Linked DNA regions of Mus musculus: all the other regions are linked to region 4. The links are chromatin contacts, called in public ChIA-PET, HiChIP or PLAC-seq and promoter capture Hi-C maps. All regions are on one chromosome and are shown on one strand. The core of a region is the stretch at or near the end of the contact, and the rest is flanking DNA. Distances in the headings are between cores, read along the strand shown.

What was found. Promoter capture Hi-C pulls out the DNA fragments that hold promoters and counts their contacts. ChIA-PET counts read pairs in DNA pulled down with a chosen protein or histone mark. HiChIP or PLAC-seq counts read pairs in DNA pulled down with a chosen protein or histone mark.
Region 1: an H3K4me3 HiChIP or PLAC-seq map of the 230-238 cell line shows a contact between it and region 4, with 5 times the contacts expected there. The contact joins the enhancer-like site here to the promoter of Mtfr1 in region 4. A contact is called at or near these places in 9 of 39 promoter capture datasets (the 3T3-L1 cell line, the C10 cell line, the HPC-7 cell line and 4 more), 7 of 484 Hi-C or Micro-C datasets (B cells, CD8 T cells, embryonic stem cells and 4 more), 7 of 115 datasets of contacts at active chromatin or transcription factors (the 230-238 cell line, bone marrow-derived dendritic cells, effector CD8 T cells and 4 more) and 3 of 9 other capture datasets (adipose tissue, embryonic stem cells and liver).
Region 2: an H3K27ac HiChIP or PLAC-seq map of embryonic stem cells shows a contact between it and region 4, with 8 read pairs. The contact joins the enhancer-like site here to the promoter of Mtfr1 in region 4. A contact is called at or near these places in 6 of 39 promoter capture datasets (the 3T3-L1 cell line, 3T3-L1-derived adipocytes, embryonic stem cells and 2 more), 5 of 115 datasets of contacts at active chromatin or transcription factors (astrocytes and embryonic stem cells) and 1 of 9 other capture datasets (embryonic stem cells).
Region 3: a contact with region 4 is called in an RNA polymerase II ChIA-PET map of memory CD8 T cells, with 6 read pairs. The contact joins the enhancer-like site here to the promoter of Mtfr1 in region 4. A contact is called at or near these places in 4 of 39 promoter capture datasets (the 3T3-L1 cell line, the C10 cell line, neutrophils and 1 more), 2 of 115 datasets of contacts at active chromatin or transcription factors (large pre-B cells and memory CD8 T cells) and 1 of 9 other capture datasets (embryonic stem cells).
Region 5: a contact with region 4 is called in a promoter capture Hi-C map of pre-B cells, with 7 times the contacts expected there. The contact joins the promoter of Gyg here to the promoter of Mtfr1 in region 4. A contact is called at or near these places in 10 of 39 promoter capture datasets (the 3T3-L1 cell line, the HPC-7 cell line, cranial neural crest and 6 more), 2 of 484 Hi-C or Micro-C datasets (B cells and CD4 T cells), 4 of 115 datasets of contacts at active chromatin or transcription factors (the 230-238 cell line, bone marrow-derived macrophages, memory CD8 T cells and 1 more) and 3 of 9 other capture datasets (adipose tissue, liver and macrophages).
Region 6: a promoter capture Hi-C map of liver shows a contact between it and region 4, with 2.2 times the contacts expected there. The contact joins the promoter of Cp here to the promoter of Mtfr1 in region 4. A contact is called at or near these places in 7 of 39 promoter capture datasets (the 3T3-L1 cell line, 3T3-L1-derived adipocytes, the SN4741 cell line and 2 more).
Region 7: a contact with region 4 is called in an H3K27ac HiChIP or PLAC-seq map of the NIH/3T3 cell line, with 6 times the contacts expected there. The contact joins the enhancer-like site here to the promoter of Mtfr1 in region 4. A contact is called at or near these places in 8 of 39 promoter capture datasets (the 3T3-L1 cell line, 3T3-L1-derived adipocytes, cranial neural crest and 3 more), 4 of 115 datasets of contacts at active chromatin or transcription factors (the NIH/3T3 cell line, astrocytes, hepatocytes and 1 more) and 1 of 9 other capture datasets (pancreatic islet).

Annotation. Positions count from the first base shown.
Region 1 is chr3:19,881,297-19,884,124 of GRCm38.p6, forward strand. It overlaps the pseudogene Gm2148. Among named protein-coding and RNA genes, the nearest start is that of Gm42190, 71 kb to the right of the region's middle. Within about 2 kb of position 1,480, at least 7 of the 459 cell types and tissues checked have an H3K27ac peak or open chromatin away from gene starts, as enhancers often do. A contact at or near this core is called in the 230-238 cell line, where this site is marked.
Region 2 is chr3:18,255,438-18,258,164 of GRCm38.p6, forward strand. No RefSeq gene overlaps it. Among named protein-coding and RNA genes, the nearest start is that of Cyp7b1, 13 kb to the left of the region's middle. Within about 2 kb of position 1,349, at least 7 of the 459 cell types and tissues checked have an H3K27ac peak or open chromatin away from gene starts, as enhancers often do. A contact at or near this core is called in embryonic stem cells, where this site is marked.
Region 3 is chr3:20,103,242-20,106,260 of GRCm38.p6, forward strand. Hltf (helicase-like transcription factor) reads left to right here. Exons shown (of 25, transcript NM_009210.3): 19 at 2,400-2,524. Among named protein-coding and RNA genes, the nearest start is that of Hltf, 47 kb to the left of the region's middle. Within about 2 kb of position 1,345, at least 55 of the 459 cell types and tissues checked have an H3K27ac peak or open chromatin away from gene starts, as enhancers often do. A contact at or near this core is called in memory CD8 T cells, where this site is marked.
Region 4 is chr3:19,186,567-19,189,401 of GRCm38.p6, forward strand. Mtfr1 (mitochondrial fission regulator 1) reads left to right here and starts at 1,544. Exons shown (of 8, transcript NM_026182.6): 1 at 1,544-1,722.
Region 5 is chr3:20,153,712-20,156,599 of GRCm38.p6, forward strand. Gyg (glycogenin) reads right to left here and starts at 1,405. Exons shown (of 7, transcript NM_013755.4): 1 at 1,287-1,405. The coding sequence starts at 1,293.
Region 6 is chr3:19,955,824-19,958,721 of GRCm38.p6, forward strand. It overlaps Cp (ceruloplasmin), which reads left to right and starts at 1,426. Exons shown (of 19, transcript NM_001374677.1): 1 at 1,426-1,606. The coding sequence starts at 1,461.
Region 7 is chr3:18,214,225-18,217,052 of GRCm38.p6, forward strand. The region is part of intron 1 of Cyp7b1 (cytochrome P450, family 7, subfamily b, polypeptide 1); the gene reads right to left. Among named protein-coding and RNA genes, the nearest start is that of Cyp7b1, 28 kb to the right of the region's middle. Within about 2 kb of position 1,412, at least 59 of the 459 cell types and tissues checked have an H3K27ac peak or open chromatin away from gene starts, as enhancers often do. A contact at or near this core is called in the NIH/3T3 cell line and hepatocytes, where this site is marked.

The DNA.
Region 1 (2,828 bases), core at 230-2,729, 690 kb after region 4:
AAAGGGAAAGCAAGCCAAGCTACATTAAATAGGGGTTCGAATGGCTTCAGTTAGCCTTCCAACGCGCCACTATTAGTTTGTTTCTCACTTTCCTGATCTCATCTAGCTCCTCCACGGCTCTAAACAGATCATCACTGCTCAGATGCCTGTTGTGTATATCCTCCTGAAAATCCTGGAGATCGAATCAGCCTCTCTTCAGATTTCTCCTCCTCCTCGGGTTCCTGCCCCTCCTCGGGCTTTTCCTCGGGCTTTGGCTCATCCTCCTTTTCTAGGTTTCCTTCTATTTTTTGGCAGGGTTTCATCTTGTGTCTGCTTCTCTTCTTTGCTGCTTCCAAGTACAGATCTGGTCGATTTCTTTTTCCTACTTATTTTAGCCTGGAGCGGTACAAAGAACAAACCTGATGAATTGAAGCAAGCTGTCTCCTCTGGCGGCTGGCCTCTCGCACCAGTGTCTGCAAGGCTGAAGGGAGCTGGTACCCTGATGGAAACAAGGACCAGACTAGCAGGATTTCTGCACATGTCGACTCCAACCACAGCAGCTCTTAAAAAGAAAAGCATTTGGGCTGGCAAGGTGGCTCAGGGGGTAAGAGCACTGACTGCTCTTCTGAAGGTCCTGAGTTAAAATCCCAGCAACCACACTGTGGCTCATAACCACCCATAATGAGATCTGACACCCTCTTCTGGTGTGTCAGAAGACAGCTATAGTGTACTTACATATAATAAAAAATAAATCTTTGGGCCGAAGTAAGCAGGGAGTGAGTAAGCAGGACCGACTGGAGCGAACAGGGTTGACCAGAGTGAGCAGAGGCGCTAAAAATTCAATTCCCAACAACAATATGAAGGTTCCCAACCATCTGTACAGCTACAGTATATTCACATACATAAAATAAATAAATAAATCTTAGGGCCGGGCATGGTGGCACATGCCTTTATTCCCAGCACTTGGTAGGCAGAGGCAGGCGAATTTCAGAGTTCATGGCCAGCCTGGTCTACAGAGTGAGTTCCAGGACAGCCAAGGCTATGCAGAGAAACCCTGTCTCAAAAACAAAAAACAAAAACAAAACAAAAAAAACCCCAAAATAATAATAATAAATCTTAGGAAGGAAGGAAGGAAGGAAGGAAGGAAGGAAGGAAGGAAGGAAGGAAAGCATTTAACTGAGACTGGCTTACAGGTTCAATGGTTTTGTCCGTTATTATCATAGTGGGAACCATGGCAACACAAAGGCAGGCATGGGGATGGAGAAGCTAAGCATCCACATCTGAATCACCAAAGAGAGTGACACTGAACCTGGCGTGGGCTTCTGAAGCCTCCAAAGCCACCCACAATGGCACACTTCCTCCAACAGCATTCCACTACTTTCCTAAGCCAAAGGCTCAGAGTCTACATTCCTCCAAGCAAAAGCATGGTCAGGCCTATCACACCAATACCGCTAGTTTCTGGTACTACACTAATTTTATTGTGTTAACTGTGGGAAGTGGTGTTTCCCATCCTTTAGAGCAGTGGTTCTCAACATGTGGTTCTCACAATCCCTCTGGGGACTGAATAACCCTTTCACAGGGGTTGCCTAAAACTGGAAAATAGATATTTTCATTATGAGTCATAACAGTAACAAAACTAGTTATGAGGTAGCAACAGAACAATTCGTTTGGGAGCCATCACAACATGAGGAAATGTACTAAAGGATCACTATGAAAACTATCTGTATTGCTGATTTAAAGGCAGGGAAAACTTTTCTCTTTTACCTAACAGTTCATTTAGCCCATGATGCCTTCATTGTTGGACAGTGGTGTCACTAAAAAGCTTTAGGCTGTCAGAAATTAATTACAAATGTCAGGACAGTGCCCTCAGTTTTGGCAAAGATGTCTTCAGATGAATGGCTTCTATCATCAAGTCGTGAGTGATGTTCAGAGAAAAATGTTACAGTAATCGAGTAACATGACCTGAGATAAAATCTAGTTGCTCACCATAAGCAGACCTAAAACACAAAGACATAGAAATTTTAGTTTACAAGAAGATTAAATCCAGGAAACTACAGAGATGTGTAAAAAAACAAAGTATACATATAGGAAGCATGAACACTGTAGCAAAGAAGATTCTGCTATACATACAAAAATGAGGGCATTAGATTGAACATGTAAAAGTTCAATTTAAAGATAAACTTACGAGTTGAAAGAAAATTTATGAAAAGCTGATTAAGTAGTTAATAAGATGGAAAACAAAGGCAAAATGAACTAAACAACTGAACAAAAAAAACAATACTTGAAATAAAATACCACAGCAAGTATTATGCTAAATCTGAGTTAAGAAAAAAGGCAAAATAAGGAGGATGGAGAGATGGCTCAGTCAATGAGGTGTTTGCTGTTCAAGCTTAAGGTCCTGAGTTCAGTTCCTAGCAACTTACTGAAGACCAGACAGGTTAACTTGATTTTGTAATCAGAGCACTGCAGAGATGGAGACAGGATTATCCCTGGGCCTTGCTGGTCAGACAGCCTAGCTGAATAGATGAGCCTCAACTCTCAGTGAAAGATCCAAGCCAAGATAGAAGGCTCCCAAGGAACAACGCCTAAAGTTGAGAGAGAGAGAGAGAGAGAGAGAGAGAGAGAGAGAGAGAGAGAAGGAGGAGGAGGAGGAGGAGGAGGAGGAGGAGGAGGAGAAGAAGAAGAAGAAGAAGAAGAAGAAGAAGAAGAAGAAGAAGAAGAAGAAGAAGAAGAAGAAGAAGAAGAAGAAGAAGAAGAAGAAGAAGAAGAAGAAGAAAGAGGGAAAGGGAAGAGGAAGAAGGAGGAAGAAGGAGGAGGAGGAAGAGGAAGAAGAAGAAGGAGAAGAAGGA
Region 2 (2,727 bases), core at 99-2,598, 930 kb before region 4:
ACATGCCTATATCAAAATGTGTTTCAATCATTAGATTACATGATAGAATCCTAGTGGATTGATAAGTAGTGTTTTTACTTAAAATATTTACTAACAAGTACTAACTGTCCATATTAATCAGGCTTAGAATGGCATTTCCAGGTATGAAGTACATCATGACCAAATCTAAACAACCTTTTAAAATTAGAAGTTAATAAAAGTTAATAAAAGTTTAATTTAAGTTAACATTAAATGCTAATGTCCACAGTTCAATTTTCCTCTTTAAAAATGCTTCTGTTGTATATATTCATTATGTAAAGTAATTTATAACAGCATTCCATTAAATTTCATCATATACTTTAACCATATTCCCTCCTCTTAATCCTCTTTTGTTCTTTCTACATTTCTCCAAGTTGGCTCTCTTTTCCTATTTTCATGTTTGTGTGTGTGTGTTTATTGTGTATAGGTATGTGTGCGTGTGTATTTGTATGCATATCATTTGTGTGTGTTAGAGTGAAAACTTTGTGTCTGCAGGTATCAAAATGTAGGTGCTAGAAACTGAAATCTGTCTTCTGGAAGAGCTATAAGAACTCTTAACTTCTGAGCCATCTTTCTGGGCCATTTGGTTTTGTTTATTTGTTTAACATTCTGACAGAGGTGTGATGATCTCAGCGTTAAGTTTGATTTGCATTTCCCTACTAAGCAAGATGGGTGCTTTATTCTTGTTGGGTTTTTTTTTTTTTTCATGTGTTTAGTTCCAATATTACTTTCTTTTTGAAAAACTACCTTCTCCTTTCATTTGCCCATTTACTGATTAAATTATTTTGATATTTAATTTTTTGAGTTCTTTGTATATTATAGATGTTAATCCTCTGTCATACACACACACACACACACACAGAGAGAGAGAGAGAGAGAGAGAGAGAGAGAGAGAGAGAGAGAGAGTCTTCTTTCGTGCCACTCATGCTGTATAAGCCCAATAATGTCATTGCTTCTCCTAGGCAAAATCATATTTTGTTTTATTGTTGAAACCTTGTGAAGTAGGTGTAAATATTGGTAATGTCCCCTACGCTATTCAGGGGGGACAATTCTTACAACACAAACTGTTGGCAGCCATCCCGCAGCTCACTTGGACAGGGGTTACTCCTGGGAGGCAAACTGGGGCTGAAGAGACAGAAACTAGGCGGTCGAGAGAAAAATGGAAGACAAGACAAGGTTCCTGATCAAGGCTCAAATGTTTAATAGCAAACTGTGCTTGTAACATGGGGGGGGGGGGGAGGCCCATCCCCCACTAATCCACTCTTGGAGACTGGAACCAGCTGCAGTTGATGAAGTGCAGGATAGGGTGTAGTCTCCTGAATATCTTAGGGGCCTCTCAGCAGGTAGCAGTGTCTTGAAGGACAACAGTGGCAGTGGCTGAACAATAGAGCCATCTAGGCATGAAGGCTCCACCCTAGGTGGTCTCCTTCTTAGTGGCAGCAAGGTCAAAGCCTGTTTCAGGCTGGGGGCTTACAACAAACATTTGGCAAGTTACTAGATTATGTCTCCTCTCTCTCTCTCTATATATATATATGAGGAGAGAGAGAGAACACTAAAGAAGATTTTCTGACATTCCCTGATCGTTGTCTTTGCTCTACTGTGTAAAACAACAGAAGATACTTTCATGGAATCCTTTTTTTTTTTTTTTTTTTTGTCTATTTTTGGAGTGTTCTATCTACTGAAGCCTTTTAAAAAATAATTATTGCCCATGCCTATATATTGAAATGTTTTCTCCTATGCAGTTTTGGAGTTTTGGATCATTGACTCATTTTAAATAGATTATTATATAATGTGAAAAATGAGGATTTGCAAAAAAGATAAATCACAGAAAACAAATGAAAATGGAATTGTAGTGAAAGAAGTCTGGTTGTCTTCTATTTGTTTAGGCAGAACCAAAGGGAAGAAAGTTAGATTTTTCTCACTACATACCAGAATTATGTGATCAATGTTTGCCATGTGGTGCTTGAACTCGAAGTAACTCTTGAAAGTTTTGTTCCTTCAGTATTTTTTGCTGTTTTCAATTATATACAGCAAGATTGTATTGTTAAGATTAATTTAAAAACAATTTTAAATTATGTTTGTAGATAAATGGATAGAGAGAAATTTTCATATCTCAAGTATAAATAATTTAATCTGGTTTATATCAATTGAAGTGGAGGAAGAATTTTAAGAATCTGTATGTTAGGAATAAGGAACACTAGAAGGAAACATTGCAAATACAAAAGTGGCTGGTGGTTATACATGAGAGGCAAACATACAGTTTATATTTGTCTGCATTTTCCAAAGTCTCTGTTGTTATCTTGTGTTGCATCCATTATTCGAGAAAAGGATCCTACATTAGTTGCTCTTATATTGCTGATATAAAACCCCATGACTAAGGCAGGTTCTGAAGGGGAAAATTAAATCGGGCTTAAGGTTCTAGATGGATGAATCTGTCATGGTGGGAGAGCAAGTCAGCAAACTGGACATGACCTAGAGCAGGAAGCTCAATGCTCACACCTTGAACTCCAGACACACAGCAGAGAGAAACCTGGAAGTGAAGGAAGATTTTGCTCTGAAAACCCACTCTTGTGACATAAACCTCCAGCAAGGCTATGCACTTCCTAAGCCTTCCCAAACAGCATGAAGAACTGGGAAGCAACCAATTTAATTCAGGAGTCACTGGGAGATATTGCCACTGAAACAATTATAGATCCTTAGCGGAATCTT
Region 3 (3,019 bases), core at 95-2,594, 920 kb after region 4:
GTGGGATCAAAAGCTCTGCATTAGACCTGTCATGTGAACATACGGGATTGACTTTACCCGCTGGAGAGGCAGGTATGGAGTTCAGTGCTCCCAGTTTGACTCTTAAGTTTCTGTTATTTGTGAGTGATGAGCCTGAGTAAAGTCACCTAAGAGAGTGATTAAGTTAAAAGTAGGTCTATCCGAAAAGGTACTAGCGTGGCTGGTAAAACAGTGGGAAGCCTCTTGCCAGCATGCCATGTGGTGGGTCCCACAAGCAGTTTCCTAAACCAACAAGCTGAATGCCAGTCAGATGTAGCCATGCCCGGGAGGGAATGCAGAGTGCTGAGGAAGCTGTCTGTTTGAATTGTGTTCTCAGGGATGTTATTGTTAAAGTAACCTCTTTCATAGGTAGTAGACTTATTAATACTTTATAAGCATTGATTGAGTATAATTGATCTAAGTATTTAAATGTGCACATTAATGGTGTCTTATTAAGTAAGTACAATGAACACTTTTTTTTTTTTTTAATTATTTTTTGGATTAGGAGGCTAAGGCACAGGAGACAGAGTTGTTATTTGAATTTTAGCAGGTTGGTTTCAGAACGTGGAAGTTTATCGTGTGTATTATGTTGCCTACTTTTTTACTTTCTTCACTATCCAAAACACTGCCACTGTCACTACTAGTATATATAAGGTTTATAAAGTAATCCAGGTCGTGTTGTAATTGCTTTGTACACACTAACTTCATGAGTAGTCCTCCCAGATGTGGTGTGTAACTGTTATAGCTGAGGACACAGGCAGGATTAGGCTGCTGGCCAAGTCTGCATAGCTAAATTGACAGAATGTACCAGTCTGACTTTAAAATTTCTGCTTTTCACCAGGAGACTTGATTGCATCATCAACTTGACGTTTCAGATTGGATATGTAATTTTTGGATTAATTATTCTTCTCTTCCACACTGAGTATTTCTTTGAAAAAAAAATAATAGTCAGTTTTGCCTTTCTATAGCCAATTCTTGTCTTCAGACTTAAAGAGAAAGCTTTTATTTTGGCTTTCTGCTCCAGAGGTGTCAACCCATGGTAGTGGAAACTACAGAGTGGAACGGAGCAATATCATGATAAACAAGAGGCGGACAAGAGAGCACCGGAAACAAGTGCTCAAGTCAGGGCAAGATCCGTCTATTCCCCAAAGGCTTAGAGTTTCTAGAACCTCAGGCGTCAGTCAGTGCTGTAGCTGGAGACCTGGAGTTCAGCGCATGAAGCATTGGAGAGTGTTTCATAAGTAAAAAATAGCAAGGAGCCTGATGTGCACATCCACGCCCCCACGGAAGTACAGCAGTTTGATCAGGGCCTTCCTGTTGACTTTCTGGAAGATATAGATAGCACCATTTAAATCTTTCAATTCTATGTATCTGCATCCTCCCCCTCCCCCTGACACCCACACCCTTTAAAAAGAAAATGTACTGTTTTTGTCCTATTTTTCTTGTCTTTTGTTGTTGTTGTTCTATTTTCTTTCTGTGTTTTTAAATGTCTTCCCACTGCTCTTTATTGGTATTGATTTATTTATCATCCTTTATAACTATTTTTTGTTTTCTTAGTCCTATGTCCTTTCATATGGTTTTGTCAGTGGTTTTAGTGTGTGGTGGTCTGAATGAAAATGGTCCTCATAGGCTCATAGGAAGTGGCACTGTGGGGAGGTTTGGCCTTATTGGAATTGGTGTGACATTGTTGGAGGAAGTGTGTCAGGGGGGTTGGGCTTTGAGGTTTCAGAGGTGTGTCCAGTGTGGCACTCTCTTACTGTTTTCCGGTCCGGATGTAGAACTCTGAGCTACCTGGAGGTGCTCACAGTCATAAATTTTATGCTTTCTGTGGTAACTTTCTGGTGAGTTTAATTTCACTGCCTTCTTTGCTCTTTGCTGGTTATTCAATGTTTGACTATTTTGAGTTCTTTTTGGACGAGCTGTTTGTCCAGAGTCATGTATAGGTCCAGGCCATCAAGAAATACTTAATTTTCTTATTATTCATGGGAGTCAGTATAATGTAAATTCTTCTAGGTTTTATTGGTTTTTATATAACAGAGATCAGAAACATAATTACTTACAAAATTGATTATTATACAATAACACTCCCCCTACTGTGTGTGTGTTTTGTGAATATGTGTGTATGTGTGTGTGTGTGTATAAATTGGATTGAAAATTGAAGTCATCATGCATACACCCTATTTCTGTTTTTACAGAAGAGATATGAATTTTCCTTTCAGTATGTATGTACCACTTACTTTGAAGGGCCAGCTGAGGTCTGTAGGTCATGCATATTGACATTTTCCTAGGTGACTTTTTTTCTTGGTTTCATTAAAGATGAGCTTGCTTTTGTTTTTGTTCTTGTTTAGAGATGTTCATAATGTCTGACATTTTATCCCTAGGTATTTTACTGAAGGGACTGTCCTTGCACACTATGCAGATGTCTTGGGTCTTCTGCTTAGATTGCGGCAGATTTGTTGCCATACCCATCTTCTTACAAACGGAATGTCTTCAAGTGGCCCCTCCAGTAAGGAAATGGGATTAGTTCATACCATTGTGTTTGCTAAATATTTCAGTTAGAAGACAGGTTTTTATGCAACTTGAATTTGATCTATTACTTTGATATACCTTTGCTGTAAGATTTTTTTAAAATTATATTTTTATTCTGTGTGTTTGTATATGAATATCATGGGTGCATGGATACATGTGTGGGAGATCAGAGCATAACTTGCAAGAGTCAGTTCTTTCTGTACCATGTTAATTCATGTTGTCAAGTGTGGTGGCAGATGTCCTTAGCTGAGCCATCTTGCTGGCTCCAAGAATTTTTTATGAATGAAATGGAAGTATGATACCAATGTAGAAGAATATTCAAACTGGTTTTTTCTTGTATGCTGCTAGTGTGGCAGATGTTATTTTATGAGGTGCTTAAGTGAGATGGCTATTGTACCTTCATAGGTTTCCTTAGAATTCCAAATTTATGGCATGATTTCTGCAAATACCAGAATAAAGATGAAAGACAATT
Region 4 (2,835 bases), core at 294-2,793:
ATTGTATTGAATGAGATGGCACACAGCTTGGTCAGAATTCTTAGAAATGATTCCATTACTGGGAGAAACAATAATTTGTGATAAAATTACTCAGGTTTAAGTCACTGCACCTTCATCTAGATTGTCAAAAAGTTCAGGGCCACTCCAGGGCACTTGAGGGTAAAGCAAGGTGGGAAGGGAGGGAAGTTGTAAAGAAAAAATCAAATCAAATCAAAACAAAACAAAAAACAGGTTTTAAGCCATCTCCAACTGATGGGTGCTTTCAGATACCCTTCTTCTTAAACATAGACAATCACATAGGCCTGTGTGGTGGCAGGCAGCTGAGAGTCACCTGTGGGTCACACAGCTGGTGACCAGGGATCCTGAGGCAACTAATAGCTTAGCAGTAAATCCTACAAGTATCATTGGAATGGTCGCCCTGGTGTGTGGTCCCTACCAGTTCACTTCAGCAGCTTTTGTCTTTTCATCAGCCTTCAGACCAAGCACCCCTCCCTGAACTGCTCTCTCAGGCTTCTCTCTCCCAGCCTTGGTCACAGCCTGTCAGGCCCTTTTGTACTTAAAACGTTATAACACTTGGTCACATATATTAATTAACCTTGTTTTGATCTCCCTGCCTTTTGGTAGGCTTACTCAGGGTGTGGTTCAAGGCTTAAAAAACAAACAAACAAACAAACAAACCCCACCAACTTTGTACTGTCATAATGGGCTCCCAACGAGCCGTTGCTGAGTAACTGAATTGAAGCTCTAGGTGAAATCCAAAGCAGTAGCCAGGAGGAATTTAGGCCATCCAGGGTAAGAACACCAGCGCTCCAATGAGAGGGTAAGAGAGAAGGCGAAGTAGCAACAGCTGCTGCCCACTTCCCACCTCAACTCTTCCACCCTCTTCCAGGTTGTTTTGGACATAGGCTGGTCTTCAACTCTGGATCCTCCAGCCTCCAACTTCAAACTACTCGTTTTACATAGCAGGAGCCGCCACGCCCAGGTAGGAGCGGCCTCTTGAATTACTGATAGGCTTTCCCTCCATATTCACGTTTTATCGCACCCACACACACCACCGTGCTGCTTATAGCTAACTTGACACAGACTGATCGTATTTTCATGACTAGGTTATCTGAAATCTAGAATAACCCTTCATTAAAAACTACGCACACCAATTAGGCAGACTTTGAGGCGGGGGAACTGAAGGCAGGAAAAGTCTTCACTCCCTCTGAGCCGCGCCTTCCACTCCTCCAGAACATACGTCCGGGATTTGAGGCCCGAAACAGATCGCCCTGGCAGACAAAGTCCCCACAGAGCGTGGGTTGAGAAGGGCTCGACACAGGCTAGGCTAGGCTAGGCTAAGGACCTAGCTCCTTTCAGCGGGCACACATTTGAGACTTCACTCGGAATGTGGGTATTCCTACACCCAAAAGGGGCGAAGTTTACCAACAAAAATAACAGGGGCAGAAGCACCCAAGACAAAGCGCGGCACACTAGCAAGCACACGCCCCTTACTGGGCACCGCGCGTGCGCACAGAGCCCGGGACAGGTAGCCGGCGTGGCCGGCGAGCAGACACGCCTTCCGCCGGCCTCTCCTGAGCCCGCCCCCGGGCCTCAGCGAGCCGTTCACTGGTCAGCCTAGGCCGGGCCAGGGGCGGGGATTGGCTGATTGGCATAAGGTCCTGGGACAGCCAATCTGGAAGGCTGAGCAGCTGCGAAGGTGAGGGCTGCTGCGCAGCCGAGGTGAGTGGGGCCCGGGACAGAAAAGCGGTTGGCGGGGTGGGGAATGGCTACCACCCGGAGCTGAACGGTGGCGGGAGGCCGTGTTGTGGACAAGGGAGGGGACGGGGCGCGGCGCGGGAGGCCGGCGAGCGGGAGGGAGGCCGCGGAAGCCCGGAGCAGAGAGCAGCCCTCCGGCTCGCCCGCGCCTGGCCTGCTGAGCTCCGCGGGCCGCCGGCCTGGCTCCCATCCCCCGCAGTCGGCGTTGTGCCCTCGCTGGATCCGGGCTGAACGGGGCGGCCCACGGCGTTCAGCCTGTTCTACCTGGACCTACTTTCCTGTCATTGTCGGCTGGCAGCTCTGAACTTTCTAAGCGTGCGCAGTTTGCGTGTAGCCAGACTACAGAAACTTTGAGATCTGAAGTCAAACTTAACCAAACCTTTCTTTCCGCCTGATGGTTTGTTTTGTGATTGGTCTGATGTAACCTCTTCTGGCTTAAACCTCGTTTTGTGCTTGAGGATGGTCAATAGAAGTTCGGATCCTACCCCCTCCACCTCCCAACTACAGGATTTAAAGCTTGCTTCACCACATCCGGAAAAGAATATTAAGGAGTATTTCATGATACTTGGTAATTTAGCGTTCACTTTTTTGTTTGGTTTGGTTTTGAGACAGAGTTGTCTTCCTTACTCTAGGCTGGGGTGGAATGCACTATGTAGATTAGGTTGAGCTGCCTAAAACCTCCTGCCTCAGTCACCACGCCCGATTCCAGTCACCTTTTCCTAGTGTATGTAGTTGTTTTACATTACAATGACTTAGTCAAGGAAGTTGTGACACTTACTATCTTGTTACATGAAAGTAAGTTGTGTCCACATATATTGATCACATATATTGTACATACACAAAAATCATTTAAAAGGTAAAAATTATTTTTAAAAAGAAGGTAATAGAAATGGGTTTGCGATTATATACAACCGAGTTTGACTATAAAATGCTTACGAGCTAAGAAAAGTCTCAGTCACGATGTGCAGCTAACTCTCTATCAACACCCTAATCTTTGAATTGAAATGCAAGTCTAGTAACTGAAGAGGAAACTTAAGGGTTCTTTAGAAACTGTGTTGTACGGTGTTCTGCTGGGCT
Region 5 (2,888 bases), core at 155-2,654, 970 kb after region 4:
ACCCCCATCCAGAACAGAAGTCAAACATGAATTCTTTCTCCCACTGAAGAGTCCTCATTATATCAGCCTGTAAGATTTTTCAGGCTTTTTGTAAGATTACTCTGGGGACCACCTCTGACGGGGACTTTAACATTAGCAGTTGCTGGGGCTCCAAAGCGCATAGGGATCCTAAGGTTCAAGCTCCACAGCAGTCATTTGGGGTGACTGATGTCCAAGAAGAGAGTTAGGAGATTTTGTCAGTGTTACTCTCAGGTTTCCTCATTTCCCCTTGCTTATTTTCCGGTGTGGATGCTAGAAGCAGTGGGAATTCCACTGAGCAGGGACAGTGTGGTGGGTGGGTTGTCTGGTTATCCAGCGCATTCCCCAGAAGGAAACCTGAAAGCCATTTTAACTCATACTACCGGGCCATCTTTCAGAACAACCCACTACACTACCAAGATGAAGAAAGTTGTGAATTCCCTACCTCCAGTCAATTATACTCTGTAATGACATTTGCCACATCCATCAACCTCGGCTGATACTCGCCTGTGTTATTCTTAGAACATTTCTGAGACAGTAACATTTCAAAACCATTTTGCCCCAAAAGTACTTAAAAATGAGCACAATGTGTTAAATCCAAAGAGACTTCAGGAGGTGGCGGAGAAACGTAGAGGTGGTGTAATAAACGGGTATGTAAAAACTACAGGAAGCTACGCTATGCTTTCTCAGGTTAAATTAACAAAAGGAGGGGCCAGATGTTATAAACACAAGCTAAAACACCAGACTTAGCCTACAAATGGACAGTAAGACAATTGACAGCTGGGTGGTTTAACCTTCAGATGGCCGTTCAGTTGCTGTCATAACCCAGGCTACAGCTTCAAGCTTTCAGAAGGGCCAGTTACCTCTAGTGCCCAGTCCTGGGGTTTATTCGCCTAGGGCCTGACACTTTGCAACAAGTGGCACTGAGGCCCGCCCGGGGCGCTAGCCGGCTCCCATGTAGCAGCACCCGGCTGCTGAGGCCTAAAAATAGGATCAGTGCAGCGGCCAGAGCAGGGCCGCAACCCGGTGTTTCCGTAGGGCGCCTGCTGCTCCCCATGGCAGGAGCACCTCCGGGCTCCGTGCGACCCCGGTGCGTCCGGCGCCCGCCCCACCCCGCCTGGCCTTCCCCGGATGCGGGAGACGGAAGCCACCGCTCTGCAGCGCGGCTCGGTTAGCAGCCGGAGCCGCTCTCCACGGTTCGCGAGCTACCCGGAGCTTCCCGGGCTTAGGGGCGGCGACGTCGCGGGACCCGGTTACGCGGGGCGTACCTGTCATAGTGTGGCCGGGTGGGTCGGAGGAGCCGGGCGCCGGTAGGTGACCGCGGCCAGCAGGGAGGGCGGGAGTCCGCAGCCCGCCGCTCTTATAGCGGCCGTCACGTGGCCGCGCAGGCTCAAGCCCAGGCCGCATCCTCCCCGGTGCGCACTGCGGGCGGGGCGACCCTGGGGACCCGCAGGCTGCTGTGCCCAGGGGACACCTGTTGGGGACTGCGCCGCGGGCGTTCCTTCCAGGGCCTGGGAAAGAAAGGGGGCAGAGCTGTGTGGCCTGTGGCAGGAAAAGGAAGGGTAATAAACTTTCAATTAACAGAGACCTCTCGAAAGCCACGCCAGTTACAGTATTCATTTAAACTTTTTAAACTGAAGAGAACGGTTTTGCCAAATATTTAGAATCTTACCACTGGTTTTAATCAGGTAGTTAAGACCCTTTTACCAAGTCAAGGGCATAGGAATCCCATAATGCCATATACTTGTAGGTAGGAGAAACTCAGGCTCAGAAAGTTAAGTTACTTTGCTATGATAATAAGCCTTAAGAGGAGAGGTTTGTTTCAGATCAACACACTCCCATAGAAAGCCCCAGTGCCTTTAGCATACTGGTTCTGGATAAAGGGTAGTAAGTTCCCGTAATTCTGCTTAGGTAATTCAGTTGTTTCGGTTCATCTATTTCACAAATCTTGAAGGCCAATTTGTCATTTCAGGGGGGAAGTTGAGAAATACTTTTCTAATGTAGCCTGCACCTTGCAAACACAATTCTCCCTCCCACCCACTCGGCCCAAGCACAGCAATGGTGGATCGGCGCTCTGTAAATCTTTTCTCAATAATGAACGGTGACAATATCAACTCAAAGCAGGAAACAGATACTGAAGAATAGGGAAAGACAGCACTGCAATCCTCAATATAGTCCTCAACTTACAGTCGTTGCTGAACTTCCAATTTCCAACTTCATATTAGTTCAAAAGCATTATCCATCATCAGAAACCACTTTGAATTTTGATATTTCATTGGTTAGTGATATGCAATATGGTATTCTTCCATGATGCCGAACACCTGCCCCAGTCCCCAGGCAGCAGTGAGAGCATTAAGGTAAACACATAAATGCTACTCTTTTGCTAGGCTATGGCACTGGGTACTAGATGTGGCAGAAGATTCTATATATTCACAGAGGGTCTATAAAGATACAGTCCCACACCCATCATCCTAGGCCATATCTACACCATTGCTCCTTGGCCTGTGGGCTTAGACCTCCTCCACTAGACTCAACCAGTACAAGTTAAAAAGTCAATTTTTGTTCTTTAGTCCAGGTCTCCTAGAGGCATCATTTGAAAACTACACTCTATTTTTAACTGATATTGTATTAACTTTATACATTTTTGCAGTATTGTCAGTTGGGCTTACAATGTGTAGTGATCAGGTCGGAGGAGCCAGCATAGAATAAGATGTTTTTCTTTTCTTTTTTAATCTGCAATGTTAGGGCTCAAACACAGAGTCTTGTACACATCAGGCTTGTGCTGTCCTCCTGCCCTGAGAAACTAAGGTGATTATTTTCATTGTTGTTTGGTACAAGGTTTAGTTGTGAAGGCAAAGCTGCCCTCCTAT
Region 6 (2,898 bases), core at 176-2,675, 770 kb after region 4:
CTCCATGGAGTTATATCCACTGCTATCTGCCCACTGAGGACAGAACTGCACGCACCATGGAACTCATTCAATATTTGTTAAATAAGAGTACCTGTTCTGATACCAGTCTATTTCAGCAAATAGCATTTAGTGCTATACAGTATCCTACAAGAAAACAACAATAACAACAATCGCTTTATTAACACAAAATAGTAACTGCTATCATCAGGATTGCATTTCACTTTAGGAAAAAAAAATTATACATTTAGATACATGCCACAAGTGAAGACAGAGTTCTAACCAAAAATCTTTTACCTTAAAGCTCTCATACATGTTACAGAGAGAAATTCTAGGTTAATAAACAAAGCTCTTTTTCCAGTTGAGTAAAATCATTCTTTGCCTTTGAAAACAGGCTTAATTGTGGTTGATTTTTTTCTTTTCCTCTCTCTTTCCTATCTCTTTTCCTTTCTCTCCTCCTCTTCCTTCTTTGCCCATTCTCTCTCTCTCTCTCTCTCTCTCTCTCTCTCTCTCTCTCTCTCTCTCTGAGTATTACTTCATTGTACAGACGGGTACTAAAATCCTAGATTCAACAGATTGTCATGTGCCAGTTTCCCCATTATGCATAGCTTATTTGGTTTGTGACTGACTTCTTTTTTTTTTTTAAAGATTTATTTATTATTATACATAAGTTCACTGTAGCTGACTTCAGACACACCATAAGAGGGTGTCAGATCTCATTACAGGTGGTTGTGAGCCACCATGTGGTTGCTGGGATTTGAACTCAGGACCTTCAGAAGAGCAGTCAGTGCTCTTATCCGCTAAGCCATCTCACCAGCCCTTGTGACTGACTTCTATCATTCAAACAAAATTATCATTTCCTGGTATGTTCTTCTATTAATTTCTACATAGCAATCCATGTCAACTGATAAAGTCTCTATAACACACAGTACAAAAAAATTTTTTTAAATGAAATTTTTATTGGCTACTTTTACGATGTGCTAAATATGTTTCATATCTTCAAAATTACAAGTAAGTTTTTGTTAGTTTTCTAAAAATCATTAACAATGACATATTTGATTCATTTTTCCTTGGCTTATTAAAAACTGGCTCTGGGTGAGGTGTAGTGCCTGGGATTGCTAGAAGAACAAAGGGAGCATTTAGAGATGGTCTCTGCCCTCCTGGAATTTACACGATGAATGGAAGAAGATGCAGAATTGCGCATGCTGTGCATGTCCAACACAAACAGATGACATTCCTTTGTAGTTAGAGAAGCCTGGCCACAGGGAACTGTGTTTGTTTTGGTTTTTCCCCTTCGTGGTTTACCAGAACCAATCTGAGTTGGAAAATGCTATTTGCTTTAAAGAAATTAGTTACTCTTTTGCAACATTAAATTGTGTCAGCCAAGCAAATGAAGCCCTATTTATAAAATTGCTTGCTTCTGGTTTCACTTTATTGCATCGTGGGCTCCGAGAGGGAGAAAAATGAAGTTTTTGCTGCTTAGCACATTTATATTTTTGTATAGTTCCTTAGCCTTGGCAAGAGATAAGCATTATTTCATTGGAATTACTGAAGCAGTCTGGGACTATGCTTCTGGCACTGAAGAAAAGAAACTTATTTCAGTTGACACGTAAGTCACTATTTTTTGTTCTTTATGGGCCAAATTCATGTTACCTTAAAGAAAATGAAGCCAACAAGGAAAGTAACGTAAACATAGAAAATGTAAAATGTTGACTTGAAAAAATCAATGCTTTTATTGATTTCCTTTATGTCCCTAATATTTGTTATTGTGAAGCTGTCTTGTCTCTTCTTTCTTGGTCTGAGGGAGCTATACTGGTTTCTTACTCTCTCCTATGGTTGTGGTTTCTCTCGCCTTTATCTCCCAAATGTGTTCTGTCTCTGGATGCAGAAGTTGTTTACTTTCAAACAATTACTGGATAAAATGCAAGCATACCATTACTTGTTCCTAAGGGTGAAAGTACAGTACTTTTAATCCTTGAAAATATCAAATATAGAAATAAAATACTACTTAAAGAAAGAAGATTCTGCCTACTACTTTCTGTGTGATTCAGGACAGTAAAGGAGTCATACTAATCTCTCACAGTTTCTGAGTCCTTATCTATAAAATGAGACAGCCCAGTTATAAAGCACAGGGCTGTTTTAAAATTGCAGGCAAAGCTCTTATAGCACAGTGCTCCCCACATAACAAGTGCAAGAAATGTTATGTTCTTATTATGAGGTCCTGATAAAATATCATGTAACTTAAATGTCTTTGTGCTTTAGTTGCTTTATATATGCAGCATTCTTTTACTGAATAGTAGGGTCTCCTTGAAGTTTCTCTAAGCTGAGGTCATCACTATTAATAGTATCTAAACATTTACCAACAAATGGAAACTTGGCATTCAAAGCAAATATTTAGTATATTAGCAACTGTATTAGAATGACAAAAGAACTCAAATGAGTGAAATGAACAGCAGCTGCTAAGACTCTCTCCATAAAAACTGCTCTATTGAGCCAAATTATGTAAGCACTGAATCATTGATGGGTACATGCTATTTTGTTTACTTTTATATGTGGTTAAATTTTTCATGGTAAGAAATGTGCAGTACTACTAATAATATCAGGTTGTTACTTTATTAACCTAGTAATAATCAGTAAGAAAAAGTTTTGAATTTGATAACTGATTACAAAGAGAAGTAGAACTTATGATTTTGTAAACATGGTTTTGAGGTTGTATTTTCTTCCCAAGAGTTGGTCTTATTCTTATAGTTTCTTTGGAGAAGCCTAATTATGTGTGGTTCATTGTTTCCATGACTAAGTACAATGTGAGCTAAGTATGTTGTTAAAAAAGGTACTGGACTGAGTATGTACCTCAGTGGTACCTAGTTGTGTAGAAAGCTGTACTACTCATTGCTCCACCCA
Region 7 (2,828 bases), core at 162-2,661, 970 kb before region 4:
TTAAGTGTAGGTAAATTCAGCTTTATGTCCAAGTAGAATTTAGAGTGTATAACATGCCATGTTCCTTAAAAATAAAGCAGAATCCAGAACTGTAATTATCCTGGGTCTGCACAAGAATAGGCCACCAACAGCCAGTCACAGATGGAGGAAGGGCCCAGGGATCCCTAAAGACTATAGTCATCTTCTATTGTGTACGCATTGGTGCCCCCACCGGATTCTAACTGATACTACTCGGAATCTAATTGTCATATTGATAGTGGTCAAACTACGGAAGTGGCGAGACAAACACCGAACTAATGAACTTAGGAAAGGGACTGATGGGGAGGGAAAAGTTGTTAGAAATGCAGAGAAAGAAGAGAGGGTAGGGACAGAGAATAAGCAGAACATGTTATACACCTGTATTAAATTGTCAAGCTGCAATTCAATAAAATGAAATAGAGCTGAAAATGTTTTTTAAATTCATATGGAATTCATTGTGAAATAGGTGTTTGATATTTAGTGTAGAGTTTATGCATGAAATATGGCCAAATCTGTGTTTGTTATAATCTCAACATTGTATAGCCAATTTACTTCTGATTATATTTTTCCTAAAACTTTGTATCTACCCTCCTTTTCCTCAGACTCTTCTGAGTGCTTCTTCCTGATTATAGATAGATTATTATAATGTGAGTAAAATAAACATAGTGTCCACATGCAGGAAAGCACAGTGAGGAGAAATACTTGTTAAATTGTCACTAGTGAAACATAGATTTAGATTTCATAATTAGGAAGAAATATCAATATATAAATACAGTGAACGAAAAATACTGACTTAAAGTCCTTCGTCCAAATGGAGAATCAACATTCAGCAACTGTTTATGATCAGGACTTGTCTTGGAAGTAGAATAAGTCTATGAAGGAGAAGAGGAGAACAGTGCAGGATGGATGCTTGAGATCCTGTCCTCCACCATCAGGTAGTGAACACCAAGGGAGCCTACTAAATACTGAAGGAACAGAAACAGTGGAAAGCGCGCCCTCCCACTAGCAGCTCTCAACCTGCCTGTGTGGGCTCCACATAATAGCATTCAGCTGGGAAAGGTCAGCAAAAGACCTCAAAACTCACAGCCATATTTCATAAATACAAATGCCACGAGGCAGTGATCTCGATGTTCCTTTTCTTTGTGCCTTTGAAGATGTTTATTTTTATGTTTCTGGACACGAAGAAAAATGGGGCTTCCTAGCCCTTGCTGAGGCAGAGGACATTTTCTAAGAACTTTCGGTCTTGCTGACTGTCAGAAACGCAGCTCTGATTCAGAAATCCACGGGGATTTCCAGCAGTTTTTGTGGAGACCCGCCAGGGCTCCAGCTCACTCACTCGCAGGATGTTGACAAATCTGAGACCCAGAAGTGAGCACATTTTATAGAGTTCCAGGCTGGGTGCTGAAGCAATGGCCCAACAAGAGCCAAGCCATTCTGTCTATACCAGTCAAACAGCCTGGGAAATGTAGACTGTGGGTTTGTAAAAACATTGGAGCCAGGGAATTCCAGCTCAGTTGCTCACTGGGAGTGGCCTTAAGGACCAGAGACTGGCTCCCTAGACAAGCTCTCTGTGAGGGCAGCAGAAGGAAACCAACTTCCCAGAATAGGTTAAGAGTCTGACACATAGTTGATACTCAATAAAATGGGGCTATTAATGCTCAGTGTGCTTCTGTTCCCACAGATTCATAACATACAAACCAGTCTTTTAATGAAAATGTGTGGATGATAGGGAGTGGCAGGGTGAACCTGTAATCCCAGCACTAGGAGAAGATGGCAGCATTCGTGGGCTTCTAGGTCAAGTAGTCTAGCCAGCCAGAAAGCTCCAGGTCCCCTGAGAAACCCTCAAAACGGAAGATCTGATGTCCACCTCTGGCTCCACATATGCCTGTGTGACTGTTCACATTATATAACACATAAACACACAAAAAGAAAGAAAAGAAAAGTGAAAAACCAGTAACTGTTTTGATATTTCCTTTCCTGTTTTCTTCTTTTTCTTTCTTTTTTCCTTTCTTATAGAGACAAAGAACATGAAGTTGGGAGGGTATGGAGATGAAGAGATCTGGGAGGATTGGGGAAGGGGAAAGAAAATCGTCAAAATATACTGTATAAAACATTTAAGTCAATATGACCCCTCGGAGCTCGTGTCTCTAGCTGCATATGTAGCAGAAGATGGCCTAGTCGGCCATCACTGGAAAGAGAGGCCCATTGGTCTTGCAAACTTTATATGTCCCAGTACAGGGGAATGCCAGGGCCAAGAAGTGGGAGTGGGTGGGTGGGGGAGTGGAGGGGGGAGGGTATAGGGGACTTTTGGGATAGCATTGGAAATGTAAATGAAGAAAATACCTAATTAAAAAAATTTAAGTAAATAAATACAAGGCAGCAAAACCATAAACAGGTGCCCTCATTCACTTCAACACAGTTCACAACAGACAGTTTAAGCACACAGTAACATATCCATCTTTTATAAAGAAGGAACTCTTGTGCACATCCCACAACTTAATGTAGAGAGCACAAGACTAAATGCAAGCATGGATACAGAAAGACAAACATACAACAGCAATGGTGTGTGCATAACATTTCATTTCTTTTCCTTAGATATTTTCTTTATTTACATTTCAAATGTTATCCTCTTTCCTAGTTTCACCCCCCCCAAAGACCCCTCCTATCCCCTGCCACCTCCCTGTGCTCACCAACCCATCCACTTTCACTTCCTGGCCCTGGCATTCCCTTATACTGGGGCATAGAACCTTCACAGGACCAAGGTCCTCTCCTCCCATTGATGACTGACTAGGCTATCCTCTGTTACATAC